Linked DNA regions of Danio rerio: region 2 is linked to region 1. The links are chromatin contacts, called in public HiChIP or PLAC-seq maps. All regions are on one chromosome and are shown on one strand. The core of a region is the stretch at or near the end of the contact, and the rest is flanking DNA. Distances in the headings are between cores, read along the strand shown. Region 1 overlaps hdac4 (histone deacetylase 4). Region 2 has its middle 130 kb from the start of lct.

Region 1 (7,685 bases), core at 1,753-4,252:
ATTTTCCAGCCACACACTTTCAGAATCCTTCAAACAAGATGATTTGATGCTTGATTATTTTTTTCATTCATTCATTCATTTTCTTGTCGGCTAAGTCTCTTTATTAATCCGGGGTCGCCACAGTGGAATGAACCACCAACTTATCCAGCAAGTTTTTACGCAGCGGATGCCCTTCCAGTCGCAACCTATCTCTGGGAACATCCACACACTCATTCACACACACACTCGTAAACTACGGACAATTTAGCTTACCCAATTCACCTGTGCCGCATGTCTTTGGACTGTGGGGGAAACCGGAGCACACGGAGGAAACCCATGCGAACGCAGGGAGAACATGCAAGCTCCACACAGAAACACCAACTGAGCCGAGGTTCGAACCAGCGACCCAGCAACCTTCTTGCTGTGAGGCGATAGCACTACCTACTGCACCACTGCCTCACCCTGATTATTTTTTTATTAAGAAATATGTTACAGATGGATCTAAAATATTAAGTTGTTTGTTCACAAATTTGAATAATTTTCTCAAAAATAGACAGACAGACAGACAGACAGGCAGACAGACTATTTTGAGAGATGTAAAGAAAAATAATTGTACGCATTTCCTGTTTTACATTTTTATAGCTTCCTAGAATCTAAAAATGAGCCAAATATTGATAATGTTATGATAGCTGTTGTAACATTAAGTTATGGTTGAATTGCCTTTTGTTACAGTTATGAAATGTTTATGGGCCAATGACAAAGAGATAATTGCACCAAAAACACTTTCATTCATTTTACAATTCTTTTTTTTTATTTATTAAAGTCTTTTTTATTTATTTGTGTATAACATACCAGGCCGCAATCGCTGAATCCTATGTAAAATCAGCAAAAAGTCGCAAATATTTGCAATCCTGCCAAATTCTTAATTAAACGCAAAATAATCACAAAGAATGTAAATAATCTTTTAATCAAAGTAATCAAAATAATACTTCGGATTAAAAAATTTCGTATTCAGAGCATCGGCAGCCATTAGCCTGTCTGAGCGGTCCAAAGAAAGTGACGGCTGACGTTCCACCACAAGATGGCGACAGCAAAATAAGTCCTTAGGTAAAAGCATTTTCTCAGTGTAAGTTTCAAACTACAGCTGAAAAAATCATTATAAATCAGGTCTAAGTCGATTTTTATATTTGTAGTGCTGCATTTATGCCAAAGAAACTGGCAGTGTTTGCTTTGCTTTGGCTTTTTTGGGGTTAATTGAGATATCCTTATTACAACAAAGAAATACTGGGACATTTCTGTAGAAATACATTAAATATACATATACATTACATATACATACTTTTTTATGTAAGTGTATTTCTTTGTTTTACTATTTTTATTTAAATATTTAAATATTTATATTTCAACATTTTGTTATTGTTTGTTAAAAAGCTACAATTTACATTTTAAATTTTTAAAAATACATTTTCAATTGGTTAACAATGTAAATTATACAGCATAAGCCAAGTCTGTCCAAAAACATTGATTTTTGAAGATAACAAATGTTTACAAAAATGTCTTTCTTAACCCTCTGGGGTCGAAGACCGTGTACCTGCGTTTTGACCAGTAGTGTTGTCAAACTGCTGAAATGAACTTAAATTACACTTTCAGTTTTGATCGTACACATAAGATCAATACATCAATCAAATCTGTTATGTGTCTACTTTTTGTTGTGTACACTCACAACAACAACAAACGTGTGTGCTTTTGCAAAATAAGGAAAACAAACAGTGTAGGCATTCTGTCTTTTCTCTCTCCGTGAACTGCTGAGAAGTGTATCAGTAAAATGCGCTGAAACTCCGTGAATACAAAACTCACACAGATGAGACATGTATTTCTAAAAAGCTTAAATTGTCTACTTTTAAACGCAGCTATGCAAGTTGAAAACAAACATTGCTTGATAAAGTAACATCATTTTGAAGCAAAAACACTAGACTACCAGATCCAGTTCTCAAAAGTCTTGTGCACAAATGTTCTCTGTGTGTTTCACGGCCTTGTTTCAGTGACTTCAAAATGTAAGATTTCACTAACCATGCATAAATGTTTCTTTCTCAAAAACACAAACACAGACAAGCATGCTGCTTAGGTATTATTGTAGCCCAAATTGTGCTGTTTACAGTGTTATCACACTTTAGCCATTAATATGTTTTTAAGATACTGAAAACAACACAAACGTCAGTGCATGTCAAAACTTCTCCAGAGCCCCAAAACACCCTCAGACCCCAGAGGGTTAAAATCAACTGATAAGCAGATCTGCATGTATTTAGCACTGTATGTATTGCCGAGATGTATTCAATGGTGATTTTTGTATTCAACGGTGATATTTGTTTTAAACTGAAATAAACTTCAACAGTGACACAAAAAAAACTGAGGTTAATCCGTTTTAATTTAACCAGATCTACACCAACATTCCACAACTCTCTTCTGTCTGTCTGATATGCTTGAATGCTATCTAAAATAGTAAGCTGCATAAACTCTCATCTATTTTCTTCAAGCTGCTGTGACACAATCTGCCTTGTAAAAAGCGTTATAGAAATAAAGATGAACTGAATTGAACGTTTTACTGTTTCATCAACCACACGATCAACAGAATTTCCTGCACACCATCTATCCTACATTTTTTTTCAGCTGTCCTACCAGAGCTGAAACAGACCCCCACATCCACCTCCCACTCCAAACCAGGCCCCACATGTCTGCAGAACAAAGCCGTGGGCCCTTGGAGGTGCCGGAGCTGCTGGATTTGCAATAATGTCATTTTTTGTTTAATAGCTCTGGCCTCCGAGGCACAAACCCATCAGAGAGGGAGGCGAATCGGTCCACCGGCCCACCTGTGGAAGCGTTTTGGGGAGGTTTTCAGTGGAGGTGACACCTGCAACAGGACGTACTACATCTCGGATTTAACAGCAGGGCCAGTTAAAGAGGGGCCCGCGGGGGTCCGGTGCAGGCTGGCGGCAGCTTAAAACAACCCTACACTCTTTAAGGGCCCCCCTGCTGTAGATTAGGGGGTATTAAGAGGCATGACTGCCTTTAATTGAGGCCCAATTCACTGTTTCCATCTCCCAGAACAATAAACATCCCCACCAAGGAGCGCATGCGGGCGAGAGCGGGTGGGTGGGTGCGCCATTGTCGTGCTTGTTTACTTGTTTGTTTGGAGGAAAACAGAGACTGCAGCTACGCGACTGACTCTAACAGGCCTGACGCAATGGAGCCAGCGTGGCAGGAGAGATTAGATCCAGCGAGGGCCATTAAGGCGGCAGTGATCAGCGCTCCAGATGATGACAGAGCTCAGGAATTGCCCTCAGCAGGTGGAGGACCAGATAAGCAGGCACAGCCGGGGATTCTGCGCCCATTTTGGGGAGGAAAAGGGGTTTTTTGAGTTTGCAAAATAAAACGGAGTGGAATCATCTTATTCATGTCTTGAAGCATGTGTAGTTTGCATAGAATGAAAATTTGCTGCAGACGCAGGTGACAACATATTTTTAGCGTGGTCTTTTTTAAAAAGAGGTGACTCATTGGTTAGCACTGTTGCCTCACAGCAAGAAGGTCGCTGGGTTGAGTTCTGGCTGGGTCAGTTGGCATTTCACTGTGGAGTTTGCGTGTTCTCCCTGTGTTGGCATGAGTTTCCTCCGGGTGCTTCGGTTTCCCCAACAGTCCAAAGACATGCACTATAGGTGAATTGAATAAACTAAATTGACTGTAGTGTATAGGTGTTTCCCAGTGGTTGGTTGCAGCTGGAAGGGCATCCGCTGTGTAAAACATATGCTGGATAAGTTGGCGGTTCATTCTGCTGTGGCGACCGCTGATGATTAAAGGGACTAACCCAAAGGAAATGAATTAATGAAAATGCAAATAAACCAAGCTTCCACTTTGGGAGTCAAAAGCAGACGTGGGGGATTCCAGTCACATGACCAGACTTCAGTCAGACTTAAGTCGCAAAATTTTGACTTTAGACTTGCTTGACAAACAAACAAAAAAGACTCGACTTGGACTTCAGTCAGTCTATTTGCGGCCTCAAGTTTCCACTGCAAAAATAGCTTTTCCTACTTAGAGTAGGAAAATCTAACAATTCTTAAATCAAGAAGCATTTTCAAGACAAGTAAAACACATAGGGTTCTATTTTAACGATCTAGACCCAAAGTCTAAAGCGCATGGCACACAAACATTGAGGGTATGTCTGAATCCACTTTTGCAATTTTAAGAACGGAAAAATACGCTGTGTGATGCGGCACATGGTCTAACAGGGTTGAGCTTATTTTCTTAATGAGTTCTGAGTGTGTTTTGAGAATAAACCAGTCAGAGTCTCCTCTCCCATTCCCTTTAAGAGTCAGTTGTGTCGCACTTTGGCGTATTTGCTATTAACATGGCGACTTAGTAAGAGAAAAAACTGAATGCTTCACTAGTGAGAATACAGTTAAACAGACCATCTGCAGCACAAGGATAATGAATGAGCCTCCTCCAATTGGCCCTTACTTTCACCTTCTTTCAATAATTTAACATTGAAAACCTGATCTCTTCAATTGACTCTAAAAGCTCAACTAAAAAGGTACAATTTTAATCGAGACTAAAAGTCATCCACAGTTGGGGACAATATTTATTTTACATTATATGTATAGTGTGTATTATAAAGCAAAACAATGCGTCTAAACAAGAAAATGAACACTATTACAATGAACATTATTATTAATTTTTAACAAATAAACAAAATGCGGTGCTTTTTTTTGTATGGAGTTTTGTGCAGACATAAAAATTATTGTTGTTCAAATTGATAGTGGCAACATTTCACAACTCTTAACAATAATAATTAACAATACTGCTTCTTTGACTGATCTCAGATCCTGCTGGAAAGATTTTAGTTTACCCAAAAATAAACATTCTATATTACTCTCCTTTGTGAGTTTCTTTCTACTCTTGAACAAAAAAAGAAGATATTTTGAAGTATGTTTAAAACCTGTAACCATTGAATTTAAACGCTCTTTTTTTCCTACTATGGAAGTCAATGGTTATAGGTTTTCAGCTTTCTTCAAAATATCTTCTTTTGGGTTAAACAGCATGAAGAAACTCATAAAAGTTTATAACCACTTGAGGGTGTGTAAATAGTGTTCATTATTGAGTGAATTGTCCCTTTATGTGGTGCTACCATTAAAAAAAAGGAAAGCAAAAAAAGTGGCAGAAAACACGAACTAAGAATTTCTAATATTTTTTTTTTTTACATTTTATTTAAATTTTTGTGAGCGGTCTTCAGACTTTTTTTGTCTCCTCTGTTCTAATGTAAAAGTTGTCTGCTTCTCTCCCAGCCTGATTTTCCCTCGAATGCACTCGAATCAATCTCACACCCCCTTTTTTCCTTGAGCAAAAGGCTTAGGTTTATTCATAAAGTTTCATCAACGGGGCGATGTGGCTGTGTTTGTGATGGCTCCACAGCGCCCTCTATAGACTGAAACGTTCTTAATCGCACTACAGTGCCCAGCTGTCATCAGTTTGGTGCAGAAAGATCAAATGGAGTCAGCATTAGAACATAAAACAGCGAGTATTACCTCACACTGTCCACGCAGGCCAGTTTCCTGCAGTCGTGACCAGATGCTCTGGATGCGTCCGGCGTGCTCCGGGTGGATGTTACTGTTTCCACACATGCACTGGTGTTTCTGCATCAGTGTGTCGTACACCAGACCTGTACAAAGACAAATACACACTTTTAAGTCAGCATGAAGTCAAAGTTTTTGTTTTTCTATCTATATGACTGTTTTTTTTTTGTCCATGGTCACATATGACAGCAATACAACTGAGCATTTAATCCAGAAACTCTGACAAAACTCATTTCTGTTTGCAGAGCTGCGTTTAAAAAAATCTAAATCAAAATACCATTTCTTAAGAAAAGGATACAGGTTTAGAACATTTATTCATTCCTTTACCTTCGGCTTAGTCCCTTAATTCATCAAGGGTCACCACAGCAGAATGAAACGCCAAGATATCCAGCATATGTTTTACACAGTGGATGCCCTTCCAGCTGCAACCCAGCACTGGGAAACACCCATACACTCTCACATTCTCACACACACACCTCACGGCCAATTTACCAGCGACCTTCTTGCAGTGAGATGACAGTGCCAACCACTGAGACACCATGCTGCCCAGGTTTGTAACATAGTGAACTAATAATTTAGTTTTCATTTTGGGGTGGACTGTCGCTTTAAACTGACAATAAAGTAAATGTATAACCTAGTATTCCTATATAGGTAAATATACCTGTTATATGCCTATAATTATACCTAATTTCATCCAAAATATATTTCAAACGAGGTCACCATGTGGACAGAACAAATAAATTTCTTTAAAAAAAAAAAAAATATATATATATATATATATATATATATATATATATATATATATAATTAAAATAAAAAACAAAAATGTAAAATAAATAAATAAATAAACTAAATAAATAAATAAATAAACTACCAATATGACTGGTTTTGTGGTTTAGGGTCACATATGAAAGCAGTGCAACAGAGCATCTTATCTAATGACTGACCGGTAGTAAAGCGTGGTTTGGCCGGAGGTTCCTGCACCACGATGGGAAATGTGGCAGAGGCCGGGGATGATTGTGCTCTGGAAAGAGGCCGATGGACTGGAAAAGACACGGACAGTCCGGCCGCCTCCATGGACGCCTGATAGTTCCTCAGCTGGTGAATTCTCTGCTGCTCCAATAGGAGAGCTTGCTGCTCAGAGAGAGAGAGAGAGAGAGAGAGAGAGAGAGAGAGAGACAGAGAGAGAAAGTCAAAAACAGACATTATTACCTTTCAGTAAATTTAAGTTTGGAGGAAGACTTGTGGAAATGAACAGCTAAATCTTTAAAACAATGTTTCCTTCTTAATAAAGAGGAACAGGTTTTTATCTATCATGCAGTTACATATATAACCAGCAGATGGCACTCAATGCATTGCAAAACACTAGAAAGGACAACACAGTAGTCAACATTCAAAGTGAATCAAAAATGTTTTTTCAGGATTGCCCTAGGACAAGAACGGATGCTGTTCAATAGTTTTTGGATAACTTTGATGAAAGCTACTGATCCACTTCTAATGTTGACTACTGTATTTATAGAAAATGCTTCACATTTCAACAAATCATGGACAAAAGCTTCACTTGTTATGCTTTTAGACTAGATTTAGACTATTTAAAACATAAGAAATTGTGGCTTTTAAGACAAATTTTAATGATTTTTTCAATCAATTTTGAACAATTTGAACTCATTTCTAATAACTTATTTCTTTTGTTTTTGCCATAGTGGCACTACATTATATTTAATTACTAATTTTGCAATATACTTAAAGGACTTCGGGTTTGTTCTGTACACCACAAAAAAATAATAATAATAAAAAAATAAATTCACTGTTGCTTGTTCAAACTACCTGTTTAAAATGAGCTGAAACAACACCACTCTTGTAATTTCTTTAGCCAATATATTTGTTTTATGTTTAGTCCACTTAAATTTGTAAACCATTAAGCTAACTTAAGCGTTTTGTGTAAGGACAACAATAAGGAGCTGTGATGGTCCAACTACCTTGTTAGGGGATTTGCAGTTCCAAGCATGCTTTTCTCTCTTTTGAAAGAGAGAGAAATTATGAAAATAAAAGTAATCTTAGGTGTTTAAAGTTAATAGAAAAACT
Region 2 (7,685 bases), core at 3,819-6,318, 310 kb after region 1:
TTCTACACACAATACCCCATAATGACAATGTGAAAAAAGATTTTTTTGAAATTGTTGCAAATTTATTAAAAATACAAAGCTGAAAAAAAAAAAAATCACATGTACATAAGTATTCACATTATCTGCAGTGAAGCTCTAAATTGAGCTCAGGTACCTTCTCTTTCCACTGATCATTCTTCAGATGTTTCAGCAGCTTAATTGGAGTTCACCTGTGGTAAATTCAGTTGATTGTACATGATTTGAAAAGACATACAGCTGTCTATAAAAGGTCCCAGGGTTGACAGTGCATGTCAAAGCACAAACCAAGCATGAAGACAAAGTAATTGTCTGTAGACCTACAAGACAGGGTTGTCTTGAGGCACCAGGCTGGGGAAGGTTACAGAAAAACTTCTGCTGCTCTGAAAGTTCCAATAAGCACAGTGGCTTCCCATCATCTGTGAGTGAAAGATGTTTGAAACCAGCAGGACGCTTCCTAGAACAGACGGGCCATCTTAGCTGAGTGATCAGGGGAGAAGGGCCTTAGTCAGGGAGGTAATCAATAACCCGATGCTCACTCTGTCTGAGCTCCAGCATTCTTCTAGAGAGAGGAGAAACTTACAGAAGGACAACCATCTGTGCAGCAATCCACCAATCAGGCCTGTATGGTAGAGTGGCCAGATGGAAGCCATTTTTTCAGCAGCAGGAACTGGACGACTAGTCAGGATAGAGGGAAAGATGAATGCAGTAATGTACAGAGAATTAAAACCTGCTTCAGAGTGCCCTTGACCTCAGACTGGGGCGACGGTTCATCTTCCAGCAGGACAATGACCCAAGCACACTGCCAAAATGTCAATGGAGTGGCTTCACAACAACTCAGTGAATGTACTTGAGTGGAACATGCAGAGCCCAGACCTAAATAGATCTCAGGAGAGATCTGAAAATGCCTGTACATCGTCGCTTCCTATCCAACCTGACAGAGCTTGAGAGGTACTGCAAAGAGGAATGGGCAAAAACTCCCAAAGACAGGTGTGCCAGGCTTGTAGCATCATATTCAAAAAGACTTGAGGCTGTAATTACTGCCAAAGGAGCATCAACAAAGTATTGAGCAAAGGCTGTGAATGAACATGGGTATTCATATATTATTATGACTTTGACATCAGCTAAAGGACTGTTTTGATTTATTCATTAAAAAAAATCCCAGTGTTTTCCACATTATGAAAATGATTTCAATAAATCAGGCGTCACCAATTTTGTTCCTGGAGGTCTGGTGCCCTGCAGGGTTTAGCTCCAACTTGGCTCAACACACCTGCCTGAGTGTTTCAAGTATACTAATGCCGAGTTCAGACTGCATGATTTTCAAACTAGTCGTGTCACAGATGTTTTCACACTGCATGACTATCTGGGCTAGCGTTTCGTCGCTGCTTTGTTTACACTGCAAGATGGTTCGGCGACATGGACATTCACATTGCATGACTTTTCTATAGGGAGAATCGCCGACAACTTCGTCCAAACTACGTCTCACAGCCAAAAACATGTAGTATATCTTTTATTATTAACTACATAATGAGAAAGAAGCCTTTAATGGGGTAGAACATGTACATGTTTGCTCACCTGGGTTTAAAGGGAATTAGCCATTTCTCCTCAACGTTGATAATAAATTAATTTCTTTCTGTATGAAATGTCAAACAGACACGGTTGCTCCTGAGTCCTGTCAAACCTCCACTAGTTTTTCCTCCATTTCGTGGGTCCAAATAAACCGAAAAAGAGCTCTTTTAACTTCTCCCCCAGCCTCCCGCTGGCCTGCAGCAGGTATACACACACGCACACACAAGTGATGGCTGATGTTATTTTTAGTCAAAACTCAATTCACACGGCATGATTTGAATCGCCGACAGCTCCAGATATTTAGCATGACAAATATCTCACAGGCATCGGCGACTCATCTGCGATTCTCTCAGATCGTGTCTTTGATTGTTCATACTGTGTGATTGTCACTCACGTGCACGAGCACCGATTTGCCTGTGATTTCAGGCATTTGTTGGCGATTTCTCAAAACCTGTCGGCGAGCCAAAATCGGGGCTAAAATCACGCAGTCTGAACTAGGCATTAGTAAGACCTTGATTAGCCTGTTCAGGTGTGTTTGATTAGGGTTGGAGCTAAAATTTGCAGGACACCGGCCCTCCAGAAACAAGTTTGGTGACCCCTGCAATAAACTCATTCATTCATTCATTTTCTTGTCGGCTTAGTCCCTTTATTAATCCGGGGTCGCCACAGCGGAATGAACCGCCAACTTATCCAGCAAGTTTTTTACGCAGCGGATGCCCTTCCAGCCGCAACCCATCTCTGGGAAACATCCACACACACATTCACACACACACTCATACACTACGGACAATTGAGCCTTCCCAATTCACCTGAACCGCATGTCTTTGGACTGTGGGGGAAACCGGAGCACCCGGAAGAAACCCACGCGAAGGCAGGGAGAACATGCAAACTCCACACAGAAATGCCAACTGAGCCGAGGTTCGAACCAGCGACCTTCTTGCTGTGAGGCAACAGCCCCTGCAACAGCCCCTGCAATAAACTGTGCAGCCCTAATAGATGACTAACTTTAATTACAAAAACACAAACTTTTAAGTTAAATTAAATTGAATGTCTCTTAAAAAAAACAATAAAAAAACAATAAAAGTGAATGAGAAGTCCGGCACCAAAATGGAAAAAAAAAACCCTACTAAAAACGAAGTATTATACCGATGCAAATTACTCTTCAACTATATTCCAGTCTTCAGAAAGCACATTAAACCCTCAAGTAAGAGTGTGAACCTGAAATGCTTTTTCACAACAATAAAATCAGTCACGATCACCAATCCCTGAACAAATACTGACAAAATGTTCATTTCTGGCTGAACTGTTCCTTTAAGGAGCTCATTTCCCACCATCCTACATCTACCCAGAGACACAGCAGATGACATCAGGCCTCAGGGACATTAAGACGATCCTCGAAATAACACTGCTCGCGACAAACATCCAATTTTCCAGTTAGGGGACAACCTTTCTGCGGATCGCCAGTCGTACTTGTCGCCTGTCCAGCCGCATTTACCACCTACAGTTACACCCCGTCTCCTGTTATCGCTTTTCCTCGCTAAGCATCATGTAAGAGAGGCTGGAGCCAAATTCTGCCTCTCTTCCCTCTCTTCAGCCACAGATGCAGCAAACGGTGCAATCTGCCAATCTCCATGAGTCATCCAGCACTGTTAATTATGTCCCCTAAGGAGGAGAATTGATTAGCGAGGGTCTCAAACTGATTTAAATTGTTATTTGAGACTATATAAAGCGTGGGCCTAAACGTTGCCATTTAGTCACATTCACTAAGCGCTGTCGTTATTCAGAATCCTACTTTGCCAAGTCACACAGATTGCATGTGTGGAGAGAGAGAGGGAGGGAGAGAGAGATAAGAGAGAGAGAGGGAGAGAGAGAGAGAGAGAGAAAGAGAGAGAGAGTAAGAGAGAGATAAACGATGCTGGGTGAAAATGCCTTTCAAGGTGAGAAAGTTTCTCAGTTTAGTCGATAAGTGGAGTTGTGCAATGAATTATTCAATCATAGACAAGTCACTATTGGTTGAGGAGAATGTCAATCATGCAAGCCTATATTTCAACTGATAACACACAAAAAGAGATGCAAATATGTCAGAAAATATCTAAACTATCAAAATGTTAGTGTATTTAGATTGCTTTTGCACACCAATAATGATTTTTTTGTTCAAAATAAATTATATTATATATATTATATAAATTACTATGTAAATTATTATAAATTAAATAAATTATATTCAATTATATTAAATATTATATTATATCAAATTGTATTAAATTATATTATATTACATTATATTATGTTATATATATATAATACAGCGGAATGAACCGCCAACTATTCTGGCATACGTACGTTTTATTATATTAAAATAAATATAAATTTATTATAATAATAATATAATATATATTACAGTATATTAAAGATTTTTATATGACAACTGAAATTTTTTAGGCTTAGTTAAGCTTTTTTTGTACGTTTTTACAGCCATTTATGATTATTTTATTAGCCTTTTACATTTCTTTCCACAATCTTGCCGACAGCAAACACATGGACATTAGTGTATATCCAGTACAAGTGAGATTACTCTTGAGTAATTGGATTAGTTGACTAGCTAACTAGTTAAAAAGCTTAATCCCGCAGATAATCCCACAATCTCATTTTAAATCTAAACAAAAAAAAATTCTATTTCTATTAGCTATTATAAAATTATTGGCGAAAGAAGAACTTAAAAATAACTTGGGATTATAATTAACCAGAAACCACAGTTCATACCATGTTACGTTACATGTGATTAATGAATTTCATGACTGTTAGACTTCACAGAAAACTATAAAGTGCTGTTTATTTCTGTTTTTTTCCATCTGTTTTGTATTTTGCATATTTTTTGATAATTTTGTGTTGCCTATCCAGATGCGCTCCGCTACAAAATCATCCCAGCCAATGTAAAACTATGAATTCTTTCAAAAATGTTACTTAAATTTTATTCAAATTGCAGAAAAAACAAAATATCGTGCAGCCTTATATATACACTATACATTTTTTAACTGCATTATAATGACTGGGATTATATTTGAGTTGTTGGAAAAACTGATTTAATTGTCATTAAATCAAAAATACATTAAAATAAAAAGGCTTAAATGTCATTAAATACTACTTTCTCATGTTTTTCAAAGTGAATTAAAAGCAAAAAAATAAGTAAATAAATAAATAAATAAAACTTTCAAATCCATATAAAGCCATACAAGATCACTGAACAACTACAGCAACAACAAAAAAACAGTGTGAACATTAACTGTATGTTGTTTGTTTGCAGAAAGTGCACAACTAGGGTCATGCAAGTCTGGATTAACTCTCTGCTGCCAAGATCTGAGAAGGGCTGCTTTGACCTTCTTCCTGTGGGGCCTGGAATTTACAAGGTCTGAGCGCCGGTCCTTGAGAGCCGGAATGTGGAAAGACGAGTGAGTTTCCTACAGGCTGTGATTAAAGCCTGGATTTATATGCCTGTGCATGATGCCACATGCTAGAACTGCAACCAGCAGCTATGTGTGACAGCAGCCCAGACCGACAAGCATGATATAACCAGCAGCACAGGACAGCACAGACGTCACCACACCAGAAAACCTGCCAACCCTCATGTTCTGTCTGATCCTTCACCTCAAGACCGTTTTTAAAGTATCAAAAACAATATTTAACCCTCTCGTGTGGAGCTAGCTATGGAAAATTTTAGACCATTACAAAATACTCTAGCCTTTGAATTTAAAGGGAAAGTTCAGCCAATAATGAAAATCCTCATTGTTTATTCTCCCTCATCTGGTATTAATAAAAATCTATATTAACCCTCATTGAAAACATTTGTTGAAACTGAATGAATACATTTATAATTATCTATAAAATATAATAAACAAATTGCAAGCAAGAATACCTAACATCAAGCAAAAAAATTTAAATAAGTAGTGCTTTTTGCTTTTCCGGAGAGTCAATCTGTATTCACCAACATAATCAACTGTATAGTCTTCATTTAAATTAATAATTCAGCCAAATTATTCTTCATTAAAGTTATAATTGTATGTTATTGTGCCAAATGCATTAAACTCTCTTAAAATGCCTTTAAAGCACACGCAAATGATAAAGCTTCACTCTGTTGGTTATACGTTGACTTCAGATGGTTATATATGACTTCACAAATCTCTCAAGTGTTGATCAAATATAATCCCAACTCCACATATCATATCCCACGATGTGACTACTTTGGACACACATTGCAATATCGATGCTGAAATGATACATTGTGCAGCCCCATATATTATAACATTAAAAATGTATAAAAAAAAATTGGTAGGCCTTTAGAAAATTCTCCGTTTCTTTTGGATTTAAAGGGATGGTTCACTCAAAAACGAAAATTATTTTTCATTATTTATTCCACCTTATCTGGTATTAGAAAAATCAATATTTGCTGAATTAACCCTGGTTTTCAAATCACAACATGTTGTTTCTGCTGAAGAAAAGACTGTTCATCATGGCTTTAAAAATGTAAAAATGTGTAGATCTTAAAACAAATTCTCAGTTTCTACTGAAGTTAGATAAAAGAGACTTAAAATTCCCTCATCACTTATTCTCCCTCATGCGGTATCAATAAAACAACTATTATATATATTTACCGAATTAATTATCAAAAAAATCATATTTCTACTGAATCTAAAAGGATTGTTCACCAAATAATAAAAATTTACACTGTAATAAAATTGCAGGGCTCCACATATTTTCTTAATGTTGTCCCAACAAAAATTAAGTTAACTGAATTGATTTGACAAATTTAAGTAGATTGTACATGAAACAATTAAGTTGTCTCAAAAAACATCAAGAATTGTGTTAATTCAGCTCATTTTAAATAAGTAGTTTGAACAAACAGCAAAGACATTTACCTCATCATCTACTCCTCTTTATCTGATATTAATGCAATCAATATTTGCTGAATAAACCCTGGTTTTCAGGTTTTAGGGCTGGGAGGTAAAAATCGGTATTGACATTTATTGATCGAATACCATTGTCAATATCGATAAAAAAAAAAAATTAAAAAAAAAAAAGAAGATTTGGTATGTAGTTTTGGTATGAAGCACTATAGTTTTATTTAAATGCTGCTGCTGGGTGTGTGCCTTGAAAGCAATGCCAATAAGCTCAGGATGTCTGTTTGTCATTTCCAATGGAGGCGTGTGACTTGCATGAAACACACATGATCCTAGTTCCAGGAGAACCTAGTTGAAAAACATTTGAACTTTTTCGAATGCCCCGGGCGCACTGCTAACCAACCAGAACTAACCAATCTGCTTCACACTTTGTGAGGAATATACACATTTCAGTAATAATGGTAGACTAATGACCTCAGACAAACACAGCACATCCAAACACTGCAGCGCTTTTTACTTTTCTCCATAAACTTGTATCAGAGATGCAGCAATCTGTCCGATTTTCATCCTCTGAGAGAATGGTCAATGGTCGACTAGTTATGAGAGACGCCATAGAAAATGGTGAAGGAAAGCACATGTGCGCACTTGTCACTTCAGGTCAAAATAACAACACACTAAAGATTAATTTGGCTGCGACTGTTTGTCAACTGCGTGAAAATACAGGGTGCTTTCAGGCCCAGGTGTTTGTTTCAGAACCTGTTTCATTTGCGAAGTTAGCGCAGTTTGTCTGGCGTATGTGAATCACGCAATTACGCTCGGTCCGACTTAAATCAATCAGTCCGAGAACGCCTGAATGAGGTGGTCTCGGCTCGATTGAGCAGATCGATCGTAGTGAGAAAACAAACCAATCAGACAAACTAGGCTATATCACAGTGTATTATGATTGTGTAATAGCCATACATACGACTATGTGTAGAGAGAATAATGAGTAGGGCAGGATGTCATTCCTACCGGTAAATATGCGTTTCATGTCTAATACGAAAGTGAAAGCATACTGAAATATTAGCGAAAGCTGTTTATCTGTTAGGAAAATTGACCAAAAATGACCATCTGAAAAAATTTTCATATTTAATCTTATAATATTTTGTATTAGGCCTATTGTTTTGTACATTTCTGAACTGACACCTGGAAAGAAAGATCAACATT

The links. HiChIP or PLAC-seq counts read pairs in DNA pulled down with a chosen protein or histone mark.
Region 2: an H3K4me3 HiChIP or PLAC-seq map of embryo shows a contact between it and region 1, with 2.7 times the contacts expected there. The contact joins two enhancer-like sites. A contact is called at or near these places in 1 of 18 Hi-C or Micro-C datasets (caudal fin) and 1 of 4 datasets of contacts at active chromatin or transcription factors (embryo).

The regions. Positions count from the first base shown.
Region 1 is chr9:47,771,114-47,778,798 of GRCz12tu, forward strand. hdac4 (histone deacetylase 4) reads right to left here. Exons shown (of 25, transcript NM_001039358.2): 12 at 6,548-6,734; 13 at 5,553-5,686. Among named protein-coding and RNA genes, the nearest start is that of hdac4, 110 kb to the right of the region's middle. Within about 2 kb of position 3,003, at least 8 of the 62 cell types and tissues checked have an H3K27ac peak or open chromatin away from gene starts, as enhancers often do.
Region 2 is chr9:48,078,198-48,085,882 of GRCz12tu, forward strand. It overlaps a transcript of hdac4 not described here. Among named protein-coding and RNA genes, the nearest start is that of lct, 130 kb to the right of the region's middle. Within about 2 kb of position 5,069, at least 24 of the 62 cell types and tissues checked have an H3K27ac peak or open chromatin away from gene starts, as enhancers often do.